3 separate regions of the Mus musculus genome follow, and all the other regions are linked to region 1. A link is a contact called in public Micro-C data. All regions are on one chromosome and are shown on one strand. The core of a region is the stretch at or near the end of the contact, and the rest is flanking DNA. Distances in the headings are between cores, read along the strand shown.

What was found. Hi-C and Micro-C count contacts between places; a contact is called where the count stands out from the background.
Region 2: a contact with region 1 is called in a Micro-C map of embryonic stem cells, with 15 times the contacts expected there. The contact joins the promoter of Lhx1 here to the promoter of Hoxb2 in region 1. A contact is called at or near these places in 5 of 39 promoter capture datasets (cranial neural crest, embryonic stem cells, frontonasal cranial neural crest and 2 more) and 3 of 484 Hi-C or Micro-C datasets (all in embryonic stem cells).
Region 3: a contact with region 1 is called in a Micro-C map of embryonic stem cells, with 8 times the contacts expected there. The contact joins the promoter of 2610027K06Rik here to the promoter of Hoxb2 in region 1. A contact is called at or near these places in 2 of 39 promoter capture datasets (cranial neural crest and embryonic stem cells) and 1 of 484 Hi-C or Micro-C datasets (embryonic stem cells).

The regions. Positions count from the first base shown.
Region 1 is chr11:96,349,443-96,353,564 of GRCm38.p6, forward strand. Hoxb2 (homeobox B2) reads left to right here and starts at 2,190. Exons shown (of 2, transcript NM_134032.2): 1 at 2,190-2,753; 2 at 3,508-4,122. The coding sequence starts at 2,369. It overlaps Hoxb3os (homeobox B3 and homeobox B2, opposite strand), which reads right to left and starts at 3,952. Exons shown (of 4, transcript NR_155303.1): 1 at 3,618-3,952.
Region 2 is chr11:84,523,482-84,527,603 of GRCm38.p6, forward strand. Lhx1 (LIM homeobox protein 1) reads right to left here and starts at 2,053. Exons shown (of 5, transcript NM_008498.3): 1 at 525-2,053. The coding sequence starts at 694. Lhx1os (LIM homeobox 1, opposite strand) reads left to right here and starts at 2,179. Exons shown (of 4, transcript NR_038057.1): 1 at 2,179-2,267.
Region 3 is chr11:85,830,014-85,834,135 of GRCm38.p6, forward strand. 2610027K06Rik (RIKEN cDNA 2610027K06 gene) reads right to left here and starts at 2,375. Exons shown (of 5, transcript NR_077059.1): 1 at 2,155-2,375. It overlaps Tbx2 (T-box 2), which reads left to right and starts at 2,602. Exons shown (of 7, transcript NM_009324.2): 1 at 2,602-3,488. The coding sequence starts at 3,094. RefSeq lists an enhancer at 122-507 and a promoter at 2,137-3,127.

The DNA.
Region 1 (4,122 bases), core at 940-3,439:
AAAACATGGATAAAAATCTGCTCTGTAAGGTAGCAGACAGGGCTGGACGGATGTCTCTGGAAGGGAGGGAGGGTTGGAGGGTTTTCTTGGATCCCCACTTTAACACCCAAGTTTTCTACTGTTCACTAATCTGGCCATAAAATCTGTCATCAAGGGTTAGAGAGCTGTATTTCCTACAGGACAGTCTGGGCTCTGGTTGTCTTAGGAGATCCTTGGATGCTGCAGCCAGCTGGAGTGCCTGTTACAAAACTTGTGGAAGTGCCCATGCTGCCGGGGAGAAGGCCCTCTCCCAGGCCTTACTGTACAGGACTCCCTTCCAGACAGTTACTATTTGGATTCTCCTCTGCTAACCACCATCCAGGAAAATATATGCATACATTGTTTTGTTTTAGCTAAGGTACACAACACCCTCTCTGGCCGCTGGCCTAGTTAAGAGCAGTTTCCCAAGAGCCTGCCTCTTTCTGTCCTTGCAACCACCACCTCCAGGTTTCCCTCCTTCCCCCCCCCTCCCGCTTCCCGGCAAACTTCTCTGCCTTTTTCTTTTCTTTCTTTCTTTAAATACTCACCACCACCCACGCGGACGTTACACTGACAGAAAGTTTCTAGTTCCAGCTCTCCGCTGAGTTGCCATTTCTCTGCTAAGCAGCCTTCTCCTCTAGGCTAGGCGACAGAGAGCGAGGAGGGGGAGGGGAGGCCAGAGCCGTGGGAGTTCTCCGGGGCAAACTTTCCACCCAAGTTAGCGCCTTCCCTCTGTCCCCATTTCCCATCTGTTTCCTAGATCTCCCAGAATCACCTTTCTCTTTGGCTCCCCCCTCCCTCAGGCCTTTTTAAGGGATATGCAATTTAGGTTGTTCCCTCTGCTTTCCCAAAGAGCCAAATTCTTTGATGCAATCGGAGGGAGCTGTCAGGGGGCTAAGATTGATCGCCTCATCTCCTCTTGGTCCCTCTGACCCACTTATTTAAAAATCTTCCCCCAGCCGACTTTTCATTTTCAGCTTTGAGGCCTAGTTTCCCACCAATTTGCTTGTGGCTCTGAGGTTTTTTTGTTTTTGGTTTTTTTTTTTTTTTTTTTTTTTTTTGTTGTTTTTTGCCTCCTTCCTCTAGTAAATCACAATATTCTAAAATTGAGCCCATCATAGGTGCCTCACCATAGAATACATTACATTTTTTTTTCTCTCTGGAGGCCCAAAGCAGAATATAATCTCAGTGGTGGTCATTATCCCCAGCCCCCTCTCCCCCACCATCTTTAGGAAATGTTTTCTTACCAGGGATTTTAAAAGTAGCCCAAAGGCAAATACAGAGGGGGAAATCCCTTTGTCCAGAGGGCGACTGTGCACTGACTTTAGCTTTGAAAGTTAAGTGGATGGCTACTTTGGTGCCCTGGATAGAGACACAGATACACCTGGGGGCCTGTGAATACATCTGTCACCTTAGACCTTCTTAGACCCTCCTATTGCCAGGGTTGGGGTGTCACAGTGTGAGTACAGATGACCCCAACAGGAAGGCAAGTGGACATAAGAAACTGCTTGTAAATTCTGAGCAGAGACTAGAATCCAGGGCACATAGCAAGGGAGGTAGGCCCATGTCCCAAAGTGCTCCTGGAATCTATGTCCCTGCTGCGTGCCAGCTCTGTGCATTTCTTAAGTGTGAACTACTGCTTTCTGAGGGTGGGTGGGCTGCCGCTGCTGCTGGTGTTTAGTGCTGTCCTTTATCCATCTCCTTTCTGATTTCCCCCAAGGTATGGAAGCCTCTTTCTACTCCCACTTCCCCCTAAATGAGATTTTTTTTTCTTTTCTTTTGGGGGCTGAGGTGGTGGTAGGGTAAGAGGCTACTGAGGGCCACATAAAGAAAGCATATTAACTCACTCCATTTCTCCCTTAAATGTGGTTGTTTGCCACCACCACACAGTCTCTGAAGGGAAGGAAGAGGTTCTTTTGGCTTTTCTGGGAAAAGAGAGCCATTAGGGAGAGTGTAGGGTACTGATGAAGGAACAGGGGTAGAGGAGGAAGCCTCATGGTATCCAGGTCGTGGTCCTCTGGAGTTTTTGAATCAATTAAAGCAAATAATGCCTGTGTTTTCCACTAGGCCTAGACTAGCGATTGGCGGAGACCGGTCCCGTGACCATGAATTCCCTGCAATTTCGGCGGAGTCCTGGGTTTAATAGAGAGAGTCCCCATACGCTTGTATTTATCAGCAATATACAATTATAAAGGCCTAAATTTAAAAAAAAAAGAGAGAGAGCGAAATCTCCCCCCCCCCGCGAAATTGCTCCATTGCATAAACCTGGGGGGGGCGGGAGAGGGGGGTCCCTCTGATTCTCCCTCCTGACGCCCCCCCCAGCAGGCCCCCTCCCCCACCATTGAAAGCCATGAATTTTGAATTTGAGAGGGAGATTGGGTTTATAAACAGCCAGCCATCGCTCGCCGAGTGTCTGACTTCCTTCCCCGCTGTCTTGGAGACATTTCAAACTTCATCAATCAAGGAGTCGACATTAATTCCTCCTCCTCCTCCTCTGGAGCAAACCTTCCCCAGCCTCCAGCTCGGCGCCTCCACCCTTCAGAGACCAGGGAGCCAAAAGCAAGCCGGAGATGGGCCTGCTCTGCGGTCACCGCCGCCACTCCCCGTTGCCCCCCCAGCCCCCGAGTTCCCCTGGATGAAAGAGAAGAAATCCACCAAGAAACCCAGCCAATCCGCCGCATCCCCTTCTCCAGCCGCCTCCTCGGTCCGGGCCTCCGAGGTCGGATCACCATCAGGTGGGTAAACGTATTAGGGGCGGGGTGAGGGGCAGTTGGAAGAGAAGGGGAGAATGTGAGGTGATGGGGCTCCTGGTGGGGTTCCCTAGGTCGACGGATCTGGGGCGAGGGAAGCAGAGTATCCCGCTGGGGTTCAGGCCTAGCCACTGTTAGCTTCCCCACCCCCAGAAAATTTTGGAAGCTGATTGAGGGTGGGGAGGATGCTTTTTTTTTTTTTTTTTTTTTAAATGTGCTTAGAAAAAAATGATTCGATTGAAGGGTTTCCCCGGTTTCTGTGTAGAGGAATGAAGCGTGTCTGGGATTGAATCTGGAGCCTGGAAAAGATGCGATGCCTCTAGCTCTCCTAAAGCTAGGGAAGAAGAGGGAATTCAAAAGCTAGGAAGGAAAGGGGTGAAGAACAATCTATGATCCCTCTCTCCCCAGGTTGAGTTGGAAAGTTCTGAATTGAGGGGTCCATTGGGAGGACTTGGGGGAGGGAGACTCTGAGGTCCTGGGAGCTAAGAGAAATTGCTCCCCGCCCCCTACGTGGCCCGTGGGCGGCTCTGAAGGCACCGACTTGACCCGGGCCGGGTCTGCCTACGTGGAAGAGCACTAAAAAAAACCCCAAAGACACAGAAAGAAGCGCTGTGGGGGTGGGGTGGGAGCCCGAGTAGGACTGCTGAGAGTCTTTTAAGCCAAAGGGGTGCTCCCGATCTCAGCTAAACGGAGGCTGCGTTGAGACCTCTCTGATAACATAGGGGTGCTTCCCTCGCAGATGGCCCCGGATTGCCAGAATGCGGCGGCAGCGGCTCCCGCAGACTGCGCACGGCCTACACCAACACGCAACTGCTGGAGCTGGAGAAGGAGTTCCACTTCAATAAGTACCTGTGCCGGCCGCGTCGCGTCGAGATCGCTGCCTTGCTGGACCTCACCGAAAGGCAGGTCAAAGTCTGGTTCCAGAACCGACGCATGAAACACAAGCGGCAGACGCAGCATCGAGAGCCGCCCGAGGGAGAACCAGGCGGGCCGAGCGCCCAGGACGACGCGGGAGAGCCAGCCGAGGAACCCACGGTCAGCCCGGGCGACGTCGCGACTCACCGGCTGCGGGAAGCCTGCTTCCACCCCGCCGAGGCCGCGCAGGGACCCCGGGGCGCACCGCCGTCAGCGCTGCCTGCCACCACCCTGGAGAGTGTGGGCGCATCGAGCCCCGGCTGCACAATGCTCAGAGCCGGAGGCCGGCAGAGCGAGCCCCTACCCGAAGACGCCTGCCCCGAGCGGCAGGATTCGCCTTTTCTACCGGACCTCAATTTCTTCGCTGCAGACTCCTGTCTCCAGATGTCCGGAGGCCTTTCACCCAGCCTGCAGGGTTCTCTCGATAGCCCCGTGCCCT
Region 2 (4,122 bases), core at 803-3,302, about 12 Mb before region 1:
TATTGTGGCTTTCTGGGCCACAAGGGCTCTGTAGTTCCGACAAGATCTCTTGGAGAAGGAAGAGGCAGGGACTGGAATAAAGCTGGAGCCTCTAAGCTCAACTTGGAGAACCAACAAGCTGGGAGAACCAGAAAACGTCTTTGGTTGCTGGAGAGCTTGGCTTCGGGAAAGGCAAGCGAGAGCTGCAACCCCGAGGCTGCTCCACCTCTCCCTCGCCTTGTTAGGGCTGCTGAGCTGAAGCCATCTCAGACCCTTTCTTCCCAGGCGCGGGCAGCCAAACCCGGACCACGCTTTCCAGAACCAAGTACTACAGCTGATGTGTTTATAAAAAGATAAAGAGAAAATTAATATATCTCGCAATACCGACTAGCTTCCTAAAAGGTAGAAGCGGGAAAAGACTGGGCTGCCCTAGTAAAAGGCAGCTCCTAACGCGGCTGCTAGAGCCACACAGACCTCTGATCCGAAGCTGGCCTGGAAGGGCCCATGGGGAAGGAGCAACAGAGGCGCGGGAGGGAAGTACTCACCGGAAGAAGTCGTTTTTACAGTAGAGCTTGCCTTCCCGGGAGAAGCACTTCTCGGTCAGGTTGCATTTACATTCACAGCACTGGACGCACTTGACGTGCCAGGCCCTGTCCAACACGTTCAAGAGGAAACGGTCCAGGATGGGCCTTTTGCAGCCCGCACAGTGCACCATGGTCTTTGGTTTGGTCCGGTGAGGCCCGGAGCGACAGGGCAATTAGAGTCGAGGGGATGACTTCTGAAGACAACCAGCTCCTCCAAAAAGAAGAAACCCTCTCTAGTTGGGCAAGCAAAAAACCCGTACTAGCAAATCAAAAGGGGGAGAGACCAGGCTGGTAGAGGGCAGCCCCGGAGTCCCGGGGCAACGGGATGGAGCAGCGCCACCTCAGCTCACCGGGCGAGGAAAATCAGTCTCAAGCGGGCTAGAAAGCGGCTCTTCTGCTCAAAGCCCGCGAAGGAGTGAAGGTCACCGTGAGAGGCGGCGGGACGTAAATAAATAAAATGGAAACAGACGAAAAGGAAGACGCCAAGAGCTCAGGATTCGGGAAAGCTGGGTTCTCTCCAGCTTGAGGTAGAGCTGTCAGAAGTCAAAGTGCATCTGCTTTTGTCAGAGTATGAAGGCAGGTTGTGTGCGTGTCAGACTGCCCACCACCGGGTTTTCCCCTTTAAAAAAAACACGGAAAGAAAAGAACACGGGAGTAGAAAGCTTTGGATCCTACATTGCCGGTTTCTTGCAGTGAGTTGGGACGCTCTGGGCGCCCGCGCTGGGCCTGGGGAGGGGGCGGGGGCAGACCGAGGTGTGGGGGAGATGGCGGGTTGGGTAGGATATTTTGTTGATTGTAGTTGTTGCTTAGGTAGCCCCCACCCCTTTGGAGAGTTTTCTTTTTTGTGCCAGTCAAAAATGGAAAGGGACCGTCCGCTTCGGGCGGACGCAGCCGGGCGCACTCGCTCGCTCCCCACCGCCCCAGCCCTGTCACCTCGGCCGGTGGCCTGCCAGGCAGTCTGCCGCGTCCTCCGAGCGGCCCTCCCTGCGCTTGGACTCCTGGGGAGGCAACACGGTCTGGCTCTTCACTGCGCCTGGACGAGCATCCTGGCTTCAGTCACAACTCGCGGCCGCTTGGGCGCGCAGCCTTGCATCGCTCGGCCCACGATCCCGCTGCCTGTGTTCCGGCCCCACAGTCGCTCGACTTTTTTTTTTTTCCTTGTCCCCCCCACCTCTCTTTTTGTGCGGTGGCAAATCTGGGTTTTCTTTCTAGTCTCCTTCCTTTCTTTTTCCCTCCCTTTTTCTTTTCCTTGGTCAACGCGAGAAGCCAGGGGAGGGGGCGTCTTGGAGAGCTTTAGAATGTCCTGGGGCTGCGGCTATAGAAGGCCAGCGGCTGGAACAGTTTGGCGCGGATTGCCGGTGTCGCTGTCCGGCCCGCGGGTTCCTTGTTGGCTCTCCCCAGGCGCGCGTCCCTCGGTCCCTAGTCTCCTGGCCCAGTCTTCCGCGCGTCTCTCCCCAGCTCCAGCGGCTCGGTCACTGCTCCTGGCTGTTGGCTGAGCCCTGGAAGCCCCCTCGCCTTAATGCAGCGCCCGCCGACGTCACGGCAGTCTGTGACCAATCAGCGCCTCGCGGTCCTTCTGTAAACCATTCTGCGTCCCCCCCGGCCGGGGAGAATGCGGGGAGACCGCGTTTAGAGGATCAGTGGCGGCGGGCCCGCGCGGTGCCGGCGACTAGCAGCGAGATGTCCTGGCCCCTTCCAGGTTTGGTAAGACGTCCGTTTCGGCATCAAGGATTGACAGTAGGCGGGAGGAAGCGCGGAAAGGAGGCGCGGAGGAAGTCAGAGTTCTGGGTGGGGGTAAAAGCAAACCTATATATTTAAAAAGACTTGTTGGGATTAGATTGCAGCGAGATCTGGAAGCTTGGGAGGTCCTAGTACACTGGTTTTGCAAATCACTAGGTGTTGATAGCCCGCCCCTTGTTCGTTTGGCCTGGAAATTGCCCCCGGCGTAGCTCGAGTCTAAGGAGAGGTAGGGGGCGCTTGGCAGCGTAATCTCGCCTTCTGTCTGTTTCGGTGCCTCCTCCCCCTGTCCATCCAAAGTCCACCCGGCAGGGAGTCTGGGAGACACGAGTGTCGATCTCCCGCTGCGCTCACTTGCAAAGTTGATTCGGGCGATTTCCTGATGGGGGCGGGAGAAACCGGAGGCCCGGCGCCAGGGTGGGAGAAAGAGTGGGTGGGGAAGCGCTTCGGGTGAGGAGCTCCAACTCTGGCAAGAAGTTGTGAGAAAATTGTGATCCGGAGACACCTTTTACAAACAAAAACAAATGACTAGGTGGGAAACGGCGGGGCTCCCGCAGCTGGGGGGAGGTGGTAGCAGCGGGGGACTGCACCGTAGCAGCAGGGGAGGGAGGCTTGTGGCGCACTGACCGAATATGCCTGGCTCCCATTCCGGTCGTCCCTTTTCCAGGCTTCGAACAAGTTCCTTTCTTCGGACGTCAACCGACCTACCAGAGTTTATTCCTTAGGAATGTTACACTTTCCCAATTCTGTCCACGTTGTAAATTCCTGGCCACCTTCTTTGGGGGACGGCGACGAATCTGCCTAAGTGTGGAAATCGATGCGGGTCCTGAAGGCTTGAGCTTTAAAGAGTATTCTAGTTCCCAGGAGCACTCAAGTTAAGCATAGCAGCCCCCCCTCCCCCAAGCTTAACCCAAACATCTCAAAGTGGTGCCACTTCTGCTCTTATTTGGGGGAGGTGCTAGGAAAGCCCATTTGATCAAACTTGGAAGGACCCTGCAGCCAAATCTAGATGGAATTTCAGAATCTGTCTTTAGAGTTATTTCATCTATGAGCCTAGCAGATCTTCTACAGGGCTAAATTAGGAGAAAAGTGTGCAGAAACGCGGTTGGACTGGCAGTGAATCCGCATCCACTAACACAATACCCTTTTCCAGCGAAGAGAGAAGAAGCTGTTACGAATCTAGCTTTTGTTTGATGAGGTTGTTGGGTTTTTATAGGGCTGTGCCAATGACCCCTTTTCTCTCTCTTGCACCACCTGGCAACCCCGAAACTCATCAGCAGCTCTGGCCTTCCCACCCGCATGATCTTTGCTTTGTAAATCCAACCCGCCACGGCCTGCTTCACACGCCTTCTTAGAGATTTGCTCCCACCCCACCCCCGACCTCTGAGTGCGGGACCTCTAAAGCATTCTCGGTACCCCTGTCCACATACCCATTCCCATGGAGCGGCTGTGGACCAAAGTAGTGCAGCCAATAGTTCTCAAGCATAAATCCCTCTCCTGGTCCTTCCTAGGCTTAGACTCAGGGCTGATCAGGGTAAGAAGGCGACCTTCCCACCTAAAGGGCAGGTTTGGACTGAGCGCCGGCGATTTTCCTGCGAGCCCAACACTTCCTAGAACAAGTCGATTAATACCCAGAATTCAGACACCCCAGGAAGAGCCAAGTGAGGAGCGCGAGATCCTGTTATCCCGAAGACACCCAAGCGGCTGCCAAAAAGAAGGGGCCGTTGGTCCCTTTGCTCTCCATTTCCAGCTGTTCCAGAACTAGCTGCTATCTCTCTGGACTCACCAGCCCCTCTAGGAAATCTGTGAGTCGCCCAGGTCG
Region 3 (4,122 bases), core at 1,125-3,624, about 11 Mb before region 1:
GGTGCTGGATTTGATTGTTGCGGGAAGCTAAGACTACAGACCACGTGAAAGGGGCCTGGGACCACGAAGCCAGCGCCTGCCCGACGCCCCCGCCCAGAACTGCCTGGGAGAGGGAGGGGCGGCTGAGCGCGCGTCCCCCACCCGTCTGCGGGTCCCGGCCGATGCGAAGTGACAGGGGCCGGAGCTTTGTTGTGGAGCCTCGGCCGCCTGGCGCCAGGCGCCCTCGTCCGTGCCCTCCCCCTCCAGCCCCGGGCGGCCCGCGAGGCGCCCCCCGGGGCCTCTTAAAGAGACACGCACACTCTGCCCAGGGGACTCCCCCAGGGGCGCCTGTTCCTGGGAAGGGGAGATGAGTGGGGGTAGACCCAGGCGGGGGTAGGGCGAAGCAGGAGTTGCGAGCCGCAAGGCGCCGCTCGAGAGGCTGCTTAGGCCGCCCCAGCACCAGTTTTCGATGCTACAAGGATATTCTAAGAAAATTTTGTTGGGGATGGGTCGATAAAGAATCTTAAGAGCGGCTAAAGCAGGTCATCCAGGTGACTACGTGATGGGGGTGGGGGTGGGGGGGTGGCTGGAGCTGTTGGTGGAAACCCAACCTGCCCTGAAAACGTCTCTGACCAGTCGCAGGTCCTTAGCTCTATAGGTGGGATTCAGATCCCCTAATGTAGCCACTGGGCGACAGCTGTCCGATTTCGTGGACCAATAACTCAGACCTTCATGTTTTAACTCTCAGGCCTAAACGGGTAGACCAGCTACTGTATGCTACCCAGGAAAATGACCAAAATACATACTTCGATACATACACATTTTTACAAGGTACTAAAGTGCCTGTCCCCATACACACAACTTAGCAAATGTCCTGCCAACTCGGAAAGCTGAACTGACTACTTCTTGTTCACCTCACTAACTGTCCAAGTGTGTTCAGACACATCTCTCCTGGAGGAGCCACATCCTGTCTGAATTGGAAGCAGTGCAAAGCTGCAATGGATCTCTCACCGGCTGCGAACACCGCGAAGCTAGAGCTGAAGGTTCACTGTGGGCAGAGAAAAGAGTGAGAAAAGCGACCTAGGAGTAAGGTCCTGAAGAAAAACCCAGTGGGGCAGGCGCGCACAGGGTTATGAAGAATTACAAGCGCCTGGTGTTGGCTCAGATGTATAGGAAAAAAGGTCGTGGAGGCCAAACGACTCCTGCTGGTCTCAACCCCGTACTGCCGGGGGCAACTAGCTTTTAAACGCCTTTCTGGGCGGTCAGCTACCAAGTGCCTGAAGACCTGGTGTATGCAGCGGAGGGGCAAGCTGCCTGGGCCACTTACGTGGTAGGTGCCTACCACGGGGACATAGGGCTGGAGCGGCAGAATTCGCTTATACTGGTTGGGAGGGTGGGAGTATCCACTGTGGCTAGTTCACACCCTGCTTCCCCTCCCCAACAAGCACAAGGGTGTGAGCCTCAACCCTAAACAGGCAAGTGTATGATCGTTTTACTCTGGGCACACCTGATTATGGTTTTACACACACACACACACAGAGAGAGAGAGAGAGAGAGAGAAAGAGAGAGAGAGAGAGAGAGAGAGAGAGAGAGAGAGAGAGAGAGAGAGAGAGAGAGAGAGAGAGGAAGATGCATTGGGGCTGTTGCCAGAGAGATAACGAAGACTGATCGTCGAAGGGGGTGTTCACACTTGCTGGCAAACACCTCGATTCCCATCCGCATTACTCAGCTTTCCTGAACTAGGGAGCCTTGAGCTTCCAAGGGACGGAAACAATCTCTAGAGAAGTGACTGAGAAGAAAAGATGCCAGAGTTTAGGAAGAGATAGATGGGCTTGCATCTCCAGTACCGGATGCGGCGAAAATTCCTTCTGGCGCGTGTGGAGAATCTGAGTTCTAGGATCAACTAGCGCGGCACCGCCTTGGGCTCTGTAGAAGGTGCGCTCACCTACCTGGTCCCAAGGATCCATTTTCCTACTCGCCAGAAGGTTTTGGCTTAGTGACCTGACACAGACCTTCTTTAGGCTAAATGCCCGGCCCTTCTGGAACCCCAGGTTCCTGAGTCTACGAGGGGAGGAGCAGGTGGGGGTGGGGACCCTTCGTTTCCCCAGCGCAAGGCGGCGTCCCGTTCCCGCCCGTGCCGGCCCCATCAGGGTTCTGCCATGGCTCCCCACTCACCGGCTCCGGACACCTGATTCGGCTCCGGGACCTCGGCCGCCCGAGCCTCCTGATTTGCCCGCCCACCGGCCTCGCTTTCCAGTGCCCGCAGCCTCCCTCTGAAGTGCATGGACCCGGGGCGGTGACCGGGAGTGGGGTGGGAGGCCAGGCTGGGTCGCAGGCAAGAGCGGCCGGGCCTCCCGGCGCGGGAGGGAAAGGGCGCCCCCTCTCCTCTCCGGAACGTGTCAATGCTTTGCACTTGGGGCCGGCATGCGGCTAGGGGGTCCTTCCCCAAGGCCCCGGGACCCGGGCGCCCCCTGCCTCAGGCCCTTACGGCGGGTCAGATCGGTCCTCTGCGCTTTCCAGCCCTCGCCCAGGCAGCGGCGGGCGCGGGCGGCGAGGTGGGGGCCAGGCCAGGGGGAGGGGTCTCGGGGCCCGCTGGCCCGTCATTGGTTAATATTTTATTCTGTTGACATGTTTTCTTACTGCTGAGGCTTCCGACACCTTCTCCCTGGCCTCCCCTCCCGTCCAGAGCTTGGCCTGAGCTGTCAAAACCCCGCCCCCGGAGACCCACAATTGGTCCAAAAAGCGTAAAATCAGCAATCAAGGGGGGCCTGGCTCGTTAGCGCAGGGGATCCGAACAGGGCAGGACATGTGAGATAGTCACAGTTTTCCAGAGATCAGGACAAGATCTAACCAGTCGCGCGTGGTCCCCGGCGCCGGAGCCGGCCAGCCCAGCCCAGCCCAGCCCAGCCCAGCCCCGCGCAGCGCCCCCTCCGCCCCCGCGTCCAGAGCCCTGCGCCCCTTGAGGTGCGCGGGACGGGGAGCCGGGAGAAGCCGCTGCCGCGCCCGCCGCCCGGGCCGTCCGTCCTCCGCGCGCGCCGCCGCCCGGGCCGGGGGTCCGAGGCGCGCGCCCCCGGCCCCGGCCCCGGCTCCCAGGAGCCTGGGCCGGATGTCCCGATGAGAGAGCCGGCGCTGGCAGCCAGCGCCATGGCTTACCACCCGTTCCACGCGCCACGGCCCGCCGACTTCCCCATGTCCGCCTTCCTGGCGGCAGCGCAGCCCTCCTTCTTCCCGGCGCTAGCGCTGCCGCCCGGCGCGCTAGGCAAGCCTCTGCCGGACCCGGGCCTGGCGGGGGCGGCGGCCGCGGCAGCAGCGGCGGCGGCGGCGGCCGAGGCGGGGCTGCACGTCTCGGCACTCGGCCCGCACCCGCCCGCCGCGCATCTGCGCTCGCTCAAGAGCCTGGAACCCGAGGACGAGGTGGAGGACGACCCCAAGGTGACGCTGGAGGCCAAGGAGCTGTGGGACCAGTTCCACAAGCTGGGCACCGAGATGGTCATCACCAAGTCCGGGAGGTAGGACGGGCCGGGCGGGCGGGCTCGGGGACCGCACAGCACCCACCACCACTGGGTCGATGCTCTCTCGGATTGCCCCCGCTCCGGCCCTGGCGCCACACTCCTTTCCACAGACAAGCAAGCTGACTTTTTTTTTTTTCCGTTTGGCTCCGGAGCGAATTAAAAAAGAAAAAGAAAAGCAAACATCTCTCGATTGAAATAAAACGAAAACACGTTCCTAAAGAATAGTCCCAACTGTTCTGAGTCTCAAAGCCCCGGAGACTCTGGCGGGTCTCCACAGCCCCTTGCGGTCTCACTGTTTTTTTTTTGTTTTGTTTTGTTTTGTTTTGTTTTGTTTTTGTTTTTGTTTTTTCCGTCTCCTGGACGGTCTGGAAGTTCCTAAGAAAAGGGATCTTTCCCGGATTCTCCGCTCTGATCACTGGAGTCCATAGTGGGACTAGCATCCCGCCTCCTGCTAGCTCCAGGCTGACCACTTGGTTCCGGCAGAGAGTTGTCCAGCCCACAGCTAGGCCTTGGAGAGAGTCTTGCTTGTCCTTGGAGCTTGGAGCACTGGACCAGCCACCTCTTGAGGCCTTAAAGCCAGAAGAAAAATAAAATCCCCAATCTTCCCAGCACTCCAGTCTCTGAAAGTCCA